Regions from separate parts of the Mus musculus genome. Here region 1 is linked to region 2. A link is a contact called in public HiChIP or PLAC-seq data. All regions are on one chromosome and are shown on one strand. The core of a region is the stretch at or near the end of the contact, and the rest is flanking DNA. Distances in the headings are between cores, read along the strand shown. Region 1 overlaps Ddx60 (DExD/H box helicase 60). Region 2 holds the start of Ddx60 (DExD/H box helicase 60).

Evidence for each region. HiChIP or PLAC-seq counts read pairs in DNA pulled down with a chosen protein or histone mark.
Region 1: an H3K27ac HiChIP or PLAC-seq map of embryonic stem cells shows a contact between it and region 2, with 12 read pairs. The contact joins the enhancer-like site here to the promoter of Ddx60 in region 2. A contact is called at or near these places in 1 of 39 promoter capture datasets (macrophages), 3 of 484 Hi-C or Micro-C datasets (the MNK3 cell line, embryonic stem cells and nephron progenitors), 3 of 115 datasets of contacts at active chromatin or transcription factors (embryonic stem cells, intestinal crypt epithelium and intestinal villus epithelium) and 1 of 9 other capture datasets (liver).

The regions. Positions count from the first base shown.
Region 1 is chr8:61,960,335-61,965,775 of GRCm38.p6, reverse strand. Ddx60 (DExD/H box helicase 60) reads right to left here. Exons shown (of 38, transcript NM_001293783.1): 13 at 2,035-2,192. Among named protein-coding and RNA genes, the nearest start is that of Ddx60, 35 kb to the right of the region's middle. Within about 2 kb of position 1,430, at least 11 of the 459 cell types and tissues checked have an H3K27ac peak or open chromatin away from gene starts, as enhancers often do. A contact at or near this core is called in embryonic stem cells, where this site is marked.
Region 2 is chr8:61,926,478-61,932,136 of GRCm38.p6, reverse strand. Ddx60 (DExD/H box helicase 60) reads right to left here and starts at 4,050. Exons shown (of 38, transcript NM_001293783.1): 1 at 3,861-4,050.

The DNA of each region.
Region 1 (5,441 bases), core at 181-2,680, 36 kb before region 2:
AAACATGGTCAGTGCAGTAATTATTTAAATACTTTGGAAAAGGTGCAGAAAATGTATCTAAGTCAAGTAAAGAAACCATATGTTTCATGTTTACTTTTGCTATACTTATGAAAAGCATTCTAATTCTTATTAGATAATAAACTATATCTTAATGTTATTGCAAATTTTTAAATCAAGCCTTTAGTTGCCTAACATTCTATTTGCTTCTCTAAATACATATATATCATTACATAGAGAAGATCATATATAATAATTTTTGTACATGTCAGACTTTCTAAGAAGGTATGATAATAAATATGATTACTTTTTATGTTTGTTACTTTTCTATTCTGCAATAAAACACCAGGACCAAGACAACTTATAGATGAAAGAGGTTATTTAAGAATAAGAATTCATGATTGTGGGGCATTGGGCTATGCAAAGACAGTCTGGTCTCCAGTTGAGCTGAGATGTTGAACCCCAGGACCCGGTGGTGATAATTCACCTACATGAGATTGAAGGAGTTCTCTCATGTCTCCTGGACTCTGGCTCCTGTCGAAGTTACCGCCCCTCCCCAGCCCCCAAAAAAGAAACATGGTTAGACATCACATAGGCAATGTCCCAAGCTTCTGACCTTCAGGCTAAACTCCTCCCCAGTTACCTGGCAACAGTAAAGATAGCAGCATACCATAAAAATGGCTGTTTGTCCCCTCCTTGCTCTCTTACTATTCTCTCTCACACACTCCTCTCTCTTTGTCTTCTCCTCTCCTCTTTCCTCTCTCTTCCTCTCTCTCCCTCTTCCTCTCTCTTTCTTATTCTCTAGCCTTTCTTCTCTCTCTCCTTTTCTCCCTTCTCTCCTGTAGCCTCCCATAAGCCTGAAGCAGGCTAGCCAGAACTTGACCTTGCTGCCACTAAGGAGATTATTTAGGGTGGAGCCTTCCTCCCTAGATCACTCTATTGTTCTGCCATTGCCTCTGTTCCTCTTCAAGATACTGCTACCTGCTGAGAGGCCCCACCCCCACTCCCCACCCCACCCCCACCCCAAGCTATTCTGGAGATTATGCCCTATTCTGCATGTCATCACCTGCAGCTGTTTCCAGGCTCCAAGGATGAATTGGCGGGAATGGACTTCCCCCTTCTTTTATAAAGCATGTCCACCATTAAAAATTTGAACCTTGAGCAGACTAGTATGTCTTGGTTCCATTATTTCTCAACCCGCCTAGGCTCCCTCTTCCAGATTCCAAAATGCCTTCCAGGTTTGAACCCGGACATGTGAGCTGCTGACCTGCCCCAACACTCTCCTCTTGGCCATGGCCAGTCTCTCTCTCTCTTTTACCTTTTCTCTTTTCCCTTGCCTTTCTAAAATAAAGCTCTAAAAACCATAGACAGTCTTCTCATCAAGGCCTGCTGCACAGACTCTCACCTGTGTAGGAACCACTCTCCCTAAGCCCTCTTTCCCGTAACCCCGGGGTGACAGGGTATTGCCCTGGGCCCCTGATTTCGGAGGCTACCCCTTGTCCACCCCCTGTTGAGTGGGTCAGAGGCTTAGATGCCCACCAGGGGCCAAGTAGAAAGTGTCTGGCAGCCCTCCCATGTCTGCCTGCCCAGAACATAGGTGGAACTCTGGCCAGATGTGGGTTATCCTCCCCTCCCTGCCTCTTTCCCCTGGCCCCTTTTTAGTTCCTACACATGATGTCAGGGCATCCAAGAATCAAAGCAGGACATCTGGAGCTAGAAGTTGAAAGTTTACATCTTAAACTGCAAGCAGAGAATCAACTCAAAGGGGCAAATCTATAAACACTCAAAGCCAGCCTCCAGTGAAATGCTTTCTCTAGCAAGGACTGCCTTCTGAGCCTGTCCAACAGTGTTGCCAACTGAGAGACATATAGAAACATTTAGACTGTAGGAGACATTGAATTCAAACCACTACACGCACATAAGTAATAAATGAAGACATCTATGGAAAGAACCCATCAATGGGATGAGCAAATAACAATTCAATAAGAAATAGCAAACAGAGCTTTTTATAATAATAAAATGTTGACAGAAACATACATGTGCCTTTGTGCTCTTGGACTTAATACAATCCTTCTTTGGCTTAGGACCTTGAGTTGTGATGGTCTTTGAAGTGACTGATTCTAATGACTCCCCATAAAATCGTTGAAAACTATGATACTTCTGCAACCTTTTAAGATGATTGGGGTCTCTTCTGTCTGAGAAAAGAAAAAAAACTTATATACAATTTCTACGGTTTCTTAGTAGCATCTCTCTAAATCTTCACGCCATTCTATATACAAACAGTATTCTTTCTATTATAGAACAGTAATTTTATATAATCAGTTTTGTCAGAGAAGGTATCTTAAATTAGGCACTCTCATTCAAAGAATAACTTTTAATATATCTAAAAGAGCGACAATTTTCTAAACTTTTTTTTTTGGTCTATGGAATTAAACCTAGTAATCCATGCACACAGGTTAAGGACGCTACCACTGGTCAACAACTCCCAGAAGCTCTAACACTTCCAAGACAATTTTTCATAGCCTACTTCCAAAAGAAATACCAAGTATATTGTTTTAATTTTATTGATTAATTGTTGTTTTGACAATTCATATATGTATGTAATGTACTCTAATTACTTACTATCTTAGTTAGGGTTTCCACTGCTGTGAAGAGACACCATGACCAAGTCAACTCTTATAAAAGACAACATTTAATTGGGGCCTGCTTACAGGTTCAAGTTCAGTCAATTATCATCAAGGCAGGAAGCATGGCAGCATCTAGGCAGGCATAGCACTGGAAAAGGAGCTGAGAATTCTATGTCCTTTTCTGATTGCATTCAGAAGACTGGCATCCAGGCAGCAAGGGGAAAAGTCTCAAAGCCCACCAAAAGACACATGCTTCCTCCAACAAGGCTACACTTCCTAATAGTGCTATTCCCTGAGCCATATTCAAACCAACACAATCCACTCCTTGGCACGCATAGACTTGTTTAAACACATAAGTCTGTGAGTGCTATACCTAACCATAGCATAATGCAAAATATATTTAGTCCAACATCAAAAGTCCCATAGTCTCTAACAGTCTGTTAAAAGTCCAAAGCTCAAAAGCTCTTCTGAGATTCATCTAATTACATAACTGTAATTCCCTATAAAGTCAAAAATCAAAAAGCAGATCACATACCTCCAACTTCACAAGATATACATGACAATTCTAAAACATCATAGTGAGGAAATACTGGACCAAAGCAAGACCTAAAGACAGCTGGGCAAACTACAAACTGTGCATCTTCATGTTCTTCAACTTTACATGTTCTTGTTCCGATCTCTGGGATCCACATGTGATCTTCAAGGCTTCTCCGAGGTGCTATCATCACTTCTTCAGCTCTGCCCTCTGCAGCACACTAAGCTCAGGTTGATCCACTCCAATGCCACTGCTGTTCTATGGTACTGGCATCTCCAATACACTGGAGTCTTCAACTGCAACTAGGCTTCACCAATAGCCTCTCATAGGCTCTCTTCATGGTGCCAAGCCTCAACTTCTTTGCATGATCCCTTCAGTCCTGGGCCATCAACTGCAACTGAGGCTGTACTTTCACTAGTGGCCTCTCTTGGCCTCTCACAGTCCCAAGCCTCAGCTGCTCTCCATGACCCCTTCATGCCTTCAAAACCAGTGCCACCTGGGTGATTCTTACACATTACCAAGTCCAGCTGCAGCACCAGTATAACCTTGGCAATCTCTGAAACACAGCTTCTTTGTTCTCTTAGAAAACACTTCCCAGAAGAGTTCACTTCAGTGATGCTAGTCTCTTCTTAATCACAACTAATTTCTTAGCTCCAGCTAACCAGCAACAACTGTCCCAGTTGTCCTTTCTATTCTTGACTCTAAAGCCATGTGGACAAAGCAGCAGAGTCTGGAACATGGCCCCTTTCTTTTACAGCTTTCTTTTCCAACTCCTTTACTGCCTAAGCTTGGCTAACCTGGAACTTACTCTTTAAATTGGCCTTGAACCCAAAGATCTGCATGGCTCTGTCTCCTGAATCCTGAGATTAAAGGCGGGAGTCACTATGCCTGGATTAAACTTTTCTTCACCAAGAACTTGCTCTGTCCCAGGTTGGCCTTGAACTCAGAGATCTGCTGGCCTTTGTCTCCAAGGATTAAAGGTGTGTACTACCATGAGTTGGCCTAAACTTTTCATTGCTGAGCCCTGAGAAGCCCTGGTGGGGAAAGAATGACCAGGTTCCTGCCCCTGGGACAAGGCCCTGGTAAGAGCCTATAATGCACATATTTTCACATTCCTCCAATGAATGTTCTCTCTGTTAACATTAATGACTTCATGATAATCAGAGACAGCATGAATCTAGGAGTGGAAGATGTGGCTAATGTCTCAGCAAAATAGTAAATACTAGGACCTTCAAGACAGCCCTTAAGGCAAAGAGCTTGGATACACACACGAGTTTGAAAATATATAATTACTCAACTATGCAAAGAATAGAAGGATGCAATATGAATTTTATGAGGGGCTAAAGGAACAAAGGCAGCTGCATTAATGAGCAAGCTTGTCAGAAAGATAAAAGGCAGGAAGATACAAAGCAGACAGATTCCTAAATTCAAGGTCAGCCTGGGACACAGCAAGGTTAGACCCAGGTGTGGTAGAAATGTTAATTTCAAGACAGGGTCTCAACCAGCTAGTTTATTCTCTGTTCTTAACAGAGACAGGAAGAAGACCTCTAAATTCTTTTGCAATATTAAAAGAAAATGTGTGCTTGCTGTTTCCTAAGAATCAAAGGGCTGGGGTCACAGGATGCTGATTCCTAGGATCATCAGAAGGGAACCTGGAATAAATAACTGAATTGATATATAAATTAAAAATGGACTTTTGGTCTGCATGAAATGAGCTAGCAGAAAGTGATAGCAGTTCTTCTTCAGAATTTTTCTCTAGCAAGAGCTGAGCTGTCTGGAGATGTCTAGAGAACAAAATAACTCTTTAAAAATTTTGCATTAGCAAGATTTCTGACTTGGTCAAAAGATCCAATACTTTTTTATAGCAGCTTTTTGACTTTGGTCAGAAAACCCATGAACTATCCAGATAGCTTTTAGAATTTTTCTAGCAGAGACAGCTGTCTCAACCAGAGAGTTTTTATAATAGCAAAAAACAAAACAAAACAAAACAAAAACAAAAAAAACTGTCTACAACAGAGAACACACACAGAAAGGGGGTGGGGGTGGGGAAAAGAAGCAGAGAAGGGGAGGGGGGTCTGGAAAACCATCTCAGCAGAACCTAGGCTGCCAGCTTGGACCCACAATTTGACTTCTAGTCATTCTTTTCTCTGCTCCCAGACACCCCTTCTTTCAGAAACCCTCTCAATGCTGAGGCTGGTCCCTGGCATTTCATGGCCACTATTCCTCAAGATCTGGATCAAAAGATTGTGTCTTCCAGCCTTAAGATCTGGATCACAAGTATG
Region 2 (5,659 bases), core at 2,801-5,300:
TAATGGAAATAAAGGAAGGAGAAGAAACTCAGGTCCAAAGTACAGAAAATATTTTCAACAAAATCATCGAAGAAAATTTCCCAATCTAAAGCAGGAGGTCCTTATCAAGGTACAAGAAGCATAAAGAACACCAAGTATACTAGGCCAGAAAAGAACTTCCCAAGTCACATAATAACTACAACATACAGAACAAAGAAGGAATAGTAAAGATGAAAGGGAAAAAGACCACAACATACAAAGGGAAACCTCCTAGAATCAAACCTGCTTCTCAACCGGACTCTCAAAGCCAGAAGGGCCTAGACATCTAGATGTTGGCCAATTGTCAAGAGACCACAGATGCCAGCCCAAACTACACCCAGCAAAACGTTTAGTCAAAATACATGGAAAAACCATACATTCCAGGATAAAGCCAAATTTTAGCAATGTTTTGTTTGTTTGTTTGTTTGTTTGTTTTTGTTTTTGTTTTTTTGGTTTTTCGAGACAGGGATGTTTATCTATAAGTCCAGTCTTCCAGAAGGTTCGAAATTCACAGGTAAGTGGATGGAATTAGAAAAAAAAAAAAAATCATCCTGAGTGAGGTAACTCAGACTCAGAAAGACAATGATGGTATGTGTTCACTTAAATGGATGCTAGCTGTTAAGTCATTGATAAGCAGGCTACAAGCTGTATAACCAGAGGGGTTAAGGATCGTGTGACTGACTAGGATGAAGGTTGCATTGCCCTAGGAGAAGGAACTAGAATAGCTAGTTATGGGTGGATGGCAGGGGGTGGGGGTGGGGTGGTGTTGTAATGGAATGAGGCAAGGGAGAGGAAATGGAGAGGACCTAATACAGTAGAACCTTCCTATCAGAAACGCATATATGAAGACAATCGAAATGAATTTGCCAAATAAGGGGGTGAGGTTAGAGTCCCAACTTGACATCTCCTGTTTCAAAATGGAGCTTCCAGTACCAAGAATGGGTTACATCTAGCTCTTGGCCAAATAAGTCTCATAGGAACACCCAAATAACCTAGGATATTGCCAAACTAACCCTCTTGGAGTTCTCTGAGCCCAAGAGAAGGTGGAAAAAGTGTAAGAGCCAGAGGACACCAAGGCACCAAGATCTTCTGGATACAACAGGACTGGAGCACATGTGAACTCTGGCAATGTGAGACTGGCAATATGCACAAGGACCTACATGGGTCTGTACCAAATGGGGTACCAGGACTGAAAGAAGTGAACACATGCCCCTCTCTGGGCCCATCTCTAACCTAGAAGCTATCCCTAATAGGTAACCACTTGCAAATGAAAAATGAGTTTTCTCGCTGAGGAAACAATCTACTCTTAACTGTAGGCTTCATACCCACTACTAAGTAGATGGCCAAACTCAAGGCATTTTTGTAGGTTCTTTGTTTTATAATGTTGAGTCAGAACTTTCTTTTCCATCTTACAGGTCCTTAGCATATGTATTATTTCTTCTGGTTTTGTGTTTCTAAGGGATTCCTGTGTGTGTAAAAATGTGTGTCTCTGCAGTTTATCTTTAGGGTGAGCTGGTGATATGAAAAAGCAGCTGGTTATCACTCTATAAACAAAGAGCTCTGCAACTCATCCCCAACCAGCCTCATACAGACAGACCAAAGGCCAAAGCCGACCACCATCCCAGAGCTCACGCTCACCCCACTGGTACAAACCCTCCTGGAACACTGAGTCTAGTTATTGTCCATAAGGATTGTACTCCTTCATGTACCGCCTGGACTGGACCATTAAATTATACCAAGCAAGTCATTAGTAGCAGTATGTGCATGACAAGCTGTTAATAACATGTATGTATAGGCCATTCAAAAGAATGAAAAGAAAAAATATTGCTGGATACTTTTATGAGGGAAAAAAACATGTTTTTAAATTTCTAAAAGAAAATACCTTGAAGCCAGGATTCTGCATCAAACATACATTTTAGTTCATTGAGAATGCAAAAAGATATAACCTGTCATTGTAAAGTGAGGCATTCCACCAATTCTCATCTTGAATTGTAATTCTAGCTAAAGGAAGAGGGGGGATGCAAAACAAAATCCACAGAGAAACTGTGGAAAATAAAAAGATTCAATGGAGCTATGTACATAGTTTACATGTAGTAAGACTACTTCTAGGGGTAGCCACAGTAATATAGGACTATATTTTCAGGCTAAAACATGCAGACTGCATCGACATTGAATAATATCTACATAACCGGACCAATAAAATTGCTCAGTGGGTAAAGGTGCTTGCCACCCAGCCAGATGACCTGCATTCTATCCTTGAGACCTACCTGAGAGAGGAAGAGAACACATCCCTGCAGATTGTCCTCTGATCCCCACAGGCACGTTGTGCCTTTAGAAAGTATGAACATATAAAGGGCCAGAAAGATGGCAGATGATGCAGTAATTAAGACTGTCTACTGCTGTTGTAGAGGACCAACCAACTTCTGTTCCTAGAATGTACACAGGCTCACAACAGGTTGTAACAGCACAAGGGATCCAACCACGCTGGACTCCTAGTATATTTGCACTCAAATGCATATTCCCACACATCAACAAACACACACACTTAAAAAGTGAATCTAAAAGCTATTTACTGATTTCTCATTCTTTTACTCACTATGAAAAGAAATTACAAGAATTGTCACAAAATCCTGCAAAACATGATAGACCTGATACATACACATACATGTGTATATATGAATATGTGTATATGTGTATATGTATATGCATATATGTATATATGTATGTATGTATGTACGTATGTACGTATGTATGTATGTATATATGTATGTATGTATATATGTATATATATATGCATATATGTATATACGTATATATATGTTGGGCGTCCTGACACCCTTATTACCAGGACAGTCTCTCTGGTAATGAGGCATGTTAGTTAATTGAGAAAGCCTCCTATATCCTTGGAAAGTACAGCCACCTGTGAGAAGTGACCTGAAGTGTGACAATGGAAGGTATCAGACTCTGAGTTACCCTTAATCAACAACTTGCAAGAAATCAGAGAATTCCAGACTTCTTACTGACCTCAAGGAACCAAAATGAGCACCCAGAACCTGGCTCCGCCCTGGCAGACATCTTGAGTTCTATGCTGGGCTTTGCAAAAAGCACTTAGCCTGTGCCTAAACAGAATCTGTAAAATAAAACACCTATTGTGTTTAAAGCAACTCAGTTTGTGCTGATTTGTGATGAGGAAACAGAAAATCAATCCCTGCTCCTTACACATGAATACATTAAATCTCAGATGACTCAAACAGGGAGACTGAGGCAGCGGGATACTCCAAGTTGGCCCAACCTGGGTTCCATGGGGAGTACCAGGAAGCCCAGGGAGACTGCTAGGGCTAGCATACGAAGAGATTGGGTGGGGGGATGCATTTCTGCAGTAAAGCATAACTTGTCTTAGCCACTGCAATTTCAGGGCAACTACAATTCATCTGGGTTTTTCTTCACATTCTGCTTCTAGCTCTGGAAGCCTGAAGTAGGGCCCCGATTCGATTCGGCACCTAGGAGAAAAACTATTGGTGGGGATGTTCAACATTTATTGGCTGTGCACACACCCCAATGCCCCTACTTATTGATCCCTATCCCAGCTACCCGTTTACAAAGGATCCTCAAGAGACTGAGTCAGGCATCTTTTTCCCTGCCACTCACCACTCAGACCTCTTCCCTCTGTGGTCCACCGAGTACTGGCCACTGGGGTAGGTGGGTCTGTGCTCCACTGCCCATTGAAAGCTACCTCCTAGTGCTGTCCCCTCAGCTCCGCTCCAGCTCCTCTTTTGGGATACTCTGACCTAGGCACGCCCTACAATCCCCTGGCGAGCCCAGAAGCAACCCCCTGGCCTCACCGGGAAGCCCAGACCGGGAACCTGGACCTGCTACGTGCAGAGAACCGCTGGTCTGCGCAGCAGGTATTGAGCGCGCTGGTCCGCGCTGCAGGTAACAAGCAAGCACACAGTCGACCACAGGAGACCTAAGACCAATCGCTAGCTCCAAAAAGTGGCAACTTGTGAGTCTCTCAGGCCGCCTTTTATAAGTGAAGGATAGTTTCGGTTTCTCTTCTGCTCCCAGAAGCTTTAAGTTTCGGTTTCCATTCATCACTAATCAAAGAGCATTTGGTGAATGCAGCTTTGCGCATCCTTTGGTAAAGTTAGTACTGTTAAGGTAGGAAAACCAGAGGCTTTGGGATTCTTGAGGTAAGGAGGAGGATTTGACAGGGAAATCTGGAGACATCTAAGCAAGGCAACATTGGAGAGGCTGTAGCAGCAGAACTCCGGGCGCTGTGCCAATTGCTCCTACTGTGCTAACGACAGCAGGAGGACAAAGCCTCAACAAAGCCCAGACACCTCTACCTTTTCAGGTAGTATTTTAAAGGTAGGTAGGAATTTGAGATTACATGAGTCTATTATTGAAGCCTGTGATTAATCCATTTGGGATCTTCTTTAGCCGAATGGCACTACTAAACAAGCTGAAAATGGAGCCTACTTTTATCTCAGCCTTAATAACTTTTCTTTCCTTTGATTTTGTTTGATTTGGTTTGGCTTGGTTTTTTACCTGTCAATACCTGAAATTTGGGTTTGAAAGCTGGCTTGCTTAGTATCCTATGCTTGCTGAACTTTAGGAAGGCTCTAAATATGACAATTCTATTTTCAATATTGGAATTCTAGAAAGTGGGGGACTCTTGCATTTGGGTGACCGTGACAACAATGGGACCAAAAGCTATTTTGTCAGGCACTGGCAGAACTCTCATCCATGGGGAAAGAGCAACAGAATGCAATGTGTTGAGATAACTTGAGAAACATCCATTGTTTTGAAGGCCATTAAGAATGGACCCTTCCCTCATGGTCAGCTTTTGACCTAGCCCCTGTTTCCTTGGTAACAGTAAGAAAAGGTCCCACCCTTTCTGTCCTCCTTTACATTAAAATACTACCTGAAAAGGTAGAGGTGTCTGGGCTTTGTTGAGGCTTTGTCCTCCTGGGTGAGAAAATGTCACCCTTTCCTGTTCCCTCCAATTTAAGTCAGCGACCTAATTCCTTGAGACTGTGGTAACTGTGGTAATAGATACTGCACGCATAGCCTAAACCAAGGAGCATGATATAAGTGGATTATCTCAGGTGGGCCCAAAATAATCATAAGCAGGTTCTTAATGTGGTGACAGAGGCAGAAATTCAGGCTGGTAATTTGATTACATATGTAGTCTTCTAGCAAGACTCTATGAAGATGATGGAAAACCACAAACCAAGGAATGAAATTGAAATAATCTACTCCAGGTTACAAATCTCCATGCTTATTAAGCCAACTGTGAGCACTGTGAGTTCTTTACACAGCCAGCTGACCAAGAGTAAGCTGGCACCTCAGGAGAGCTCTCGGTGGAGAAAACAGGGTTTTCAAGTCAAAAGTCTACAATTATAGCACACAGGGGGTAGGCTGAGGACATGTCACATCAGGATATATATATATATAATTTACTGGAGCAAGGACAACTCTGTGGCCACCATTGAGGGATATGTCTCCCTCACTGTTAATGTTTACTGGTCCTCAGGAAGAGCTCATGAGCTCCCCTCATCAGTGATGGAACGTTGATGAGCCTTGTCTTGTGTTGATAGTCACTGTTACTATGAATTCACAGGTATAACAGGCATGTCGT